Linked DNA regions of Anser cygnoides: region 2 is linked to region 1. A link is a contact called in public Hi-C data. All regions are on one chromosome and are shown on one strand. The core of a region is the stretch at or near the end of the contact, and the rest is flanking DNA. Distances in the headings are between cores, read along the strand shown. Region 1 holds the start of KLF3 (KLF transcription factor 3). Region 2 holds the start of KLB (klotho beta).

Region 1 (2,883 bases), core at 201-2,700:
GGTGTCTTAGTGTGCTTTTTAAAGCCATACGGACTATCAAGCTATGTCAGGGGACACATTAAAACATACTAGAACCAAAGATGTAAGCTGAACACGTGGCTGTGCACAGCGAAGCATGCATCTTGAAAACATTTCTCCCGATCCTTCTCCTTTCCTTCTGTTTTGCTTTTACAGCTTTATTGACTCGGTAATAACCAAAGAGAACAGAAATAACAACAACCCAAGCATCCAGAGGTGAGTTTCACGGGGGTCCCAGTCAGGGAGTTGAATACACAGGTTGATCCCAGGGAGCTGGACATGCCCAGCACCCACCACTGACATTACCCACAGGACCAAGCGTGTAATGAAGAGTCCCACAGGGCAACTTCTCCATCCTCTAAACGCTTTTCATCTGTCCACAGTTCACACTGCAGGACAGAGCCTTGCCAAGCGCAGCAGTTGCCTTTTCGTTGACGTGTTAGGTACCATTCATCAATCAGAAGAAGACAGGATGGTACACGGCACAACGAACATATAACACCTTATATACAATATATAGCTTGTTAGGGGCAGAACCTTTGCCTAAGCAACAGAGCTGAGACGGCAGGCCAGGATTTTATTTTACTTCATTAAAGCAAACACCGCTCCAAGTGAAATCCCTCGGTCCGCAGGCGGGCACGGAGACAAGCGGCTCCTGTTTCACGGACCGTACGTGCAAAACCCCAGCCTCCAGCAGCAAGCGCCGTCCCGGGCCGAGTCCTGCCTTCAGCCCAGCGGAGCCCCGAGGAGGGCCGAGCCGGGGCCGCCTCAGGCCGGTGCCCCCCGGCGGGCCTCGGCCCCCTCGGCGCGGAGCGTGAGGCGCCTCTCCCCGCCCGCTGCGCCCCGCGGGAGGTGGGAGCGCGGCCATAAAGCACACCCCGGCACGGGCCTCAGGCGGCCGGCAGCGGGCGAGCCGCCAAGCCGGGGCGGAGGCGGCCCCACACCTCTGCCCCACGCCGGCCGCCCGGCCTCGCCTCGCCTCGCCCCGCTCCCCTCTCCCAGCCCCCGCCGGCGAAGCCAACTCGGCGGCGGCAGCGCCCCAGAGCGAGCACCTCCCTCCTTCCCTCCCTCCTCCCTTCCTTCCCCCCGGGCCGTGACGGCTGCTGTGCCGCCGCAGGTCGGCCGGGGTGGGCAGGGAGGGAGGGGAAGGGGCGCGCTGCGGGGCCGGCCGCCAGGCAGGCGGGGAGGGGAGGGGAGGAGCGGCCGGCCGGGCAGGTTTGTCGGCGGTGGTTGTCCCGCTCCCCGCCCCTCCCGGGGCCGCTGGCGGATAATTAGTGTCTGCGCGAGGCCGGCTGCCCCCGGGAGGCAGGGCGGGCGGCGGGGAGTCACGGCGTGCCCGCCTGTTTGTGCGCCGCGACTCGCCCCGGCCCCTCGGCGGAGCCTCCACCCCGCGGGCGGGCGGGCGGGCGGGGAGCCGCCCTCCTGCCTCCTGCCTCCCTCCCTGCCTCCCTCCCCGCCCGGCCGCGCTCCCCTCCGTGACCCTCCCGGGGAGCCGGGCAGGGCGAGAGAGGCGGCGGCGTCATGTGACAGCGCGGCCCGGTGCCAGCAGCCCGGGGGGAAGGCGGGAGGCAGGCAGGCAGGGCGGGAGGGAGCGGGGCCGGCCCCTCCTCACACACACACGACACACACACACACACAGAGCCGGAGCCACGGCGCCTCCAGCCTCCAGCCTCGCCGCCCAGCGCCCCCGCGGCGCCCTCCGCACCTCCCGCCCAGCGTAAGTGTGTGTGTGTGTGTGTGTGTGCGCGGCAGCCTCCCCCGGAAAGTTTCCCGGAGCTGCCGGAGGGACGGGGTCGTGGGGACGGGTGGGCTCCGGGGGGGGCTCCGCGCACCTGCCCGGCCTCTGGGGGGGTCCCCGGCCTCCGCCCGCCCCCCCCGCTGGGACGCCCCCGGGGCCGCCCTCCCGGCTGCGGGCTGCGGGGGCTTTTTGGGGACGGGGGGACGCGGCAGCGGCCCGGGGAGATGTTCCCGGGGGGCCTCGGGTTTTGGGAAGGGGCCGGCCGAGCTCCCGGTTAAGCCAGGGGATGGTCGTGCCCCTCAAAACCATGTCACCCCCCCTCCCCGAGCTGGCAGGGGTCGAGGTGAAGTTCAACCACGCCGCGCCGCGGTTGGGCACGGCGGTAGGAATAACGACCGCAATTTGCTTCCCTTTTTCTGGATGCCGTTCATTTATTATTATTATTATTAATTTTTTTAAGCCTAAACGGGGACGGGAGCGTTTACTTTGGACTTTTGTCAGATGCGCGTCCCGCACGGCTCGGGGCAACCCTGGCACGGGACAGCCTGGTCCGGGGGGCGCAGGCGGAGAGAGGGGCTGGGAGCTGCTCAGGAGGGGCATGGAGGGGGCGAAATAAATAGGGACTTGCCTCGTGTCCTCCCCTGATAATTCACTTACTGTACCTGTATTGTCCGCTGTGTTTTATTTGCTTCCTAGCCTTTGAAAACGCAGGAAGTGCCACTGTTTGTAGAGCTGAACTCTGAAGGTTTTATTGTTATGAAAAGCTGAATTTGGGTGCCGGATACAAGAGCTTTGAAGGCTTGACTTTATTTAAACTAATATCCATAAATGCTCATTACCTGTATTGAAAACAAAGGCTCACATGGCTGCTCAGTAACGATTTTTTCCCATAGAATACTTTTAAGATGCACACTTCTGGTAATTGCATGAGGAACTTCTTGTGTGAGAGGAACTACATCTGGATTTGATAATCCTGCCTGACCCAGGAGAGATTTACTTCAAACTAACTTTCCTCTTGTATTTTTAAGAGCTTTTTGTCTAGTATAAATACAAAAACCTGAAGCTGGTGTGAGTGGCCTTTTTTTATTTCTGTCCAAGCAGGCAAAATACCTTTTTTCCCCTGCATG
Region 2 (2,700 bases), core at 19-2,518, 260 kb after region 1:
CATCCAAACACGGTGCTATACTTATGTGGTAAGTGGTTCCCATGCTCAGGTTTCAGTGTATAACTGTCTTGCATGTAAAGATGCCTCGTATTGCTCTTGAGCAGCTGTGATCTAAGTGTGAATACATTTTATATTACTGTGCCTGAAGAAAAGCAAAAATAGCAGGCATCAGCCTTACTGTATTTAGTAAATTTACCATGTCTTGACGCATGTAGTTTTGCTGTAATTTGAAATATGTTAAAAGATGAGATTATAAAATATTGTCTAGCTGCTCTGTAAGATATTCACTGTACTGATAACCCAGCTGCATATACTGAGATTGTTAAATTAATCAATACCAAAATAGCATCTCTCAAGCCTAATTATCTTTGCTAATTATTTTTATTTAAAGAAATTAAGGGAAATTGCTTAAGGACTAGAACAGACCTTGTTAATTTTGTACTGCTGCTGTGCATAGAGCTGCACAGAGGACTTTTATAAGGGTGCATGTATTTGGAAGAAATATTGACCTGCTTTGTGTTTATACATAGTCAGTGGGATGTGCATATGTCTAAGTGTTGTAATCTTCATTAAGTTGCTATGCTGTGGGGAGAGACAAAATAGCACTCAGGGGTCTCCCCAGAAAAGGAGCAAGCTCGGTCTTTTCTCTGAGTGGATGATATGAGGAAATATTCACAAGATATTGGTAAATATGTGGAGATTTGTACCCAAAGAAAAAAATTCAGAGAGAAATTAATATGGTCCAGAGAGGGGAAAAATGGAGTTTGGTTTGTTTTTATTGAGTCTGTCTTGGTTCTAGTAATAAACTGTATCCTAATGTTGTACGTTAAATTTCACATAGGTAAAGTTAAACTCTGGGAAAAGACCCCAAACCCTTCTGGCATGCTCTTTTTATTTAACATGTGATTCATTAAAAATTGATAAATTGCCTTTTAAATGGAGGCTGTAGTCTGAATTCTATTTCTTCTCCTTGAAACAGCTGCACGAGGAACAAAGAATGGGATAGCTTCTGAGCACCCTTTGTCACCTATATGCTCTCATCGAGTGACCGAGCTTTTCGTATTGCTCAGGTAACATGTTTTCCTGCAGGAAGAACTCAGCCTAGGTGTCTCGGTGATCATACAGAGGCCACCTCCCTAAAAATTACGCTGTTCTCTGACCCACTCCAGGTCTCACAGTTCAGGCTAATCATTGACAGGGCTTTTACGATCGCAAGCTTTTAGTGAAGCTTTGATAAGACACTCCAGCAGTTAGTGGCAAATGAAGACAGTCTGCACAGCAGGGACTCCAGGGAATGAATGGATTTTTTTCAGCGGCAGTAAAGGAAATCTGACTTTTAACACTGGCGTTATAAAACGGCATAATGTGTGGCCGACGGCTGAAGAGATTTGTTGCTTTTTGGACATTAGTTTTCATAAGGATAGTCGCTGGGCTTGCCGGAGAGGGAAGATCTGTGTGGAAAAAGGACCCTAACTCCAGTCCCGTGAGTGAAACACAGATGTTTTTGTATGACACTTTCCCCAAAGAGTTTCTCTGGGGCATAGGGACAGGGGCGTTCCAGGTGGAAGGCAGCTGGAGGAAGGACGGGAAAGGATCCTCCATCTGGGACCGCTTCATCCACACGGAGTTCAGAGATGCTGACAGCACGGACGTTTCCAGTGACAGTTACAACTTGCTGGACAAAGATCTGTCAGCTCTGGATTTTTTGGGAGTTACCTTTTACCAGTTTTCAATTTCGTGGTCGAGGCTTTTTCCCACTGGGGTGGTAGCAGCTCCCAACGAAAAAGGACTCCAGTACTATAACACCCTTATTGACTCTCTAGTCTACAGAAATATTGACCCCGTGGTTACCCTGTACCACTGGGACCTGCCCTTGACACTGCAAGAACAATATGGGGGATGGAAAAATGAATCAGTAATTGATATATTCAACGACTATGCCACCTTTTGCTTCCAGACCTTTGGGGATCGTGTTAAGTATTGGATTACCATCCATAATCCTTACTTAGTTGCTTGGCATGGGTATGGCACAGGTATTCATGCTCCCGGAGAGAAAGGGAAAGTAACCACTGTCTACACTGTAGGACACAATCTGATCAAGGTACAGTATAGTAAGGTTTTATAAACTGATCTTGCACTGTCATAGGAAATAATGGGATGAATCAATCGTGTAATCAATGTTAAAAAAATAATCAAAGAATGTGAAAACATCAAGAAATAACCCTTAGCTAAGGCAGTTGTTTTTTTTCAAAATCTCAAATTGATTTCAATGTTGTAGTCACAACAGCTGACTCAGTAATTATTTGTTTTAAGGTGCTTGTTTATTGATTTATTTAAATTTCTTTTTGCCTACAACATCTGTCTATTAAAGACCATAGTTTTCCCTCTTTTTTCTTTTCATTTAGTTACACTGAAATGACTGTTCAGTCATTCAGCTACGCTAAAATGACCGTTCCATTAGTTTATACAGAGATTTAGTTCTATTTGCCTATTGGATCAGTTTTACTATCAGTAGAAGATGTGTATATATGATTACTTCTGGCTTAGTAAGATCATACTGCAAAATGTTTATCACTGAATTAGCGAGGTCATCAGTTCTTGGTTTGAGAAGAAAACAAATGTCCCCTTCAGTATTTAAGAGTTTCAAAATTACATTATTTCTGTAGCATTTTCAGCATTTTAATTTTTATGTTGGTGCTA

The links. A called contact is a pair of places that touch in the nucleus more often than the background predicts.
Region 2: a Hi-C map of liver shows a contact between it and region 1, with 7 times the contacts expected there. The contact joins the promoter of KLB here to the promoter of KLF3 in region 1. A contact is called at or near these places in 2 of 7 Hi-C or Micro-C datasets (both in liver).

What each region holds. Positions count from the first base shown.
Region 1 is chr4:23,946,474-23,949,356 of Taihu_goose_T2T_genome, forward strand. It overlaps KLF3 (KLF transcription factor 3), which reads left to right and starts at 1,451. Exons shown (of 7, transcript XM_066995762.1): 1 at 1,451-1,735.
Region 2 is chr4:24,209,910-24,212,609 of Taihu_goose_T2T_genome, forward strand. KLB (klotho beta) reads left to right here and starts at 1,269. Exons shown (of 5, transcript XM_048072865.2): 1 at 1,269-2,101. The coding sequence starts at 1,364.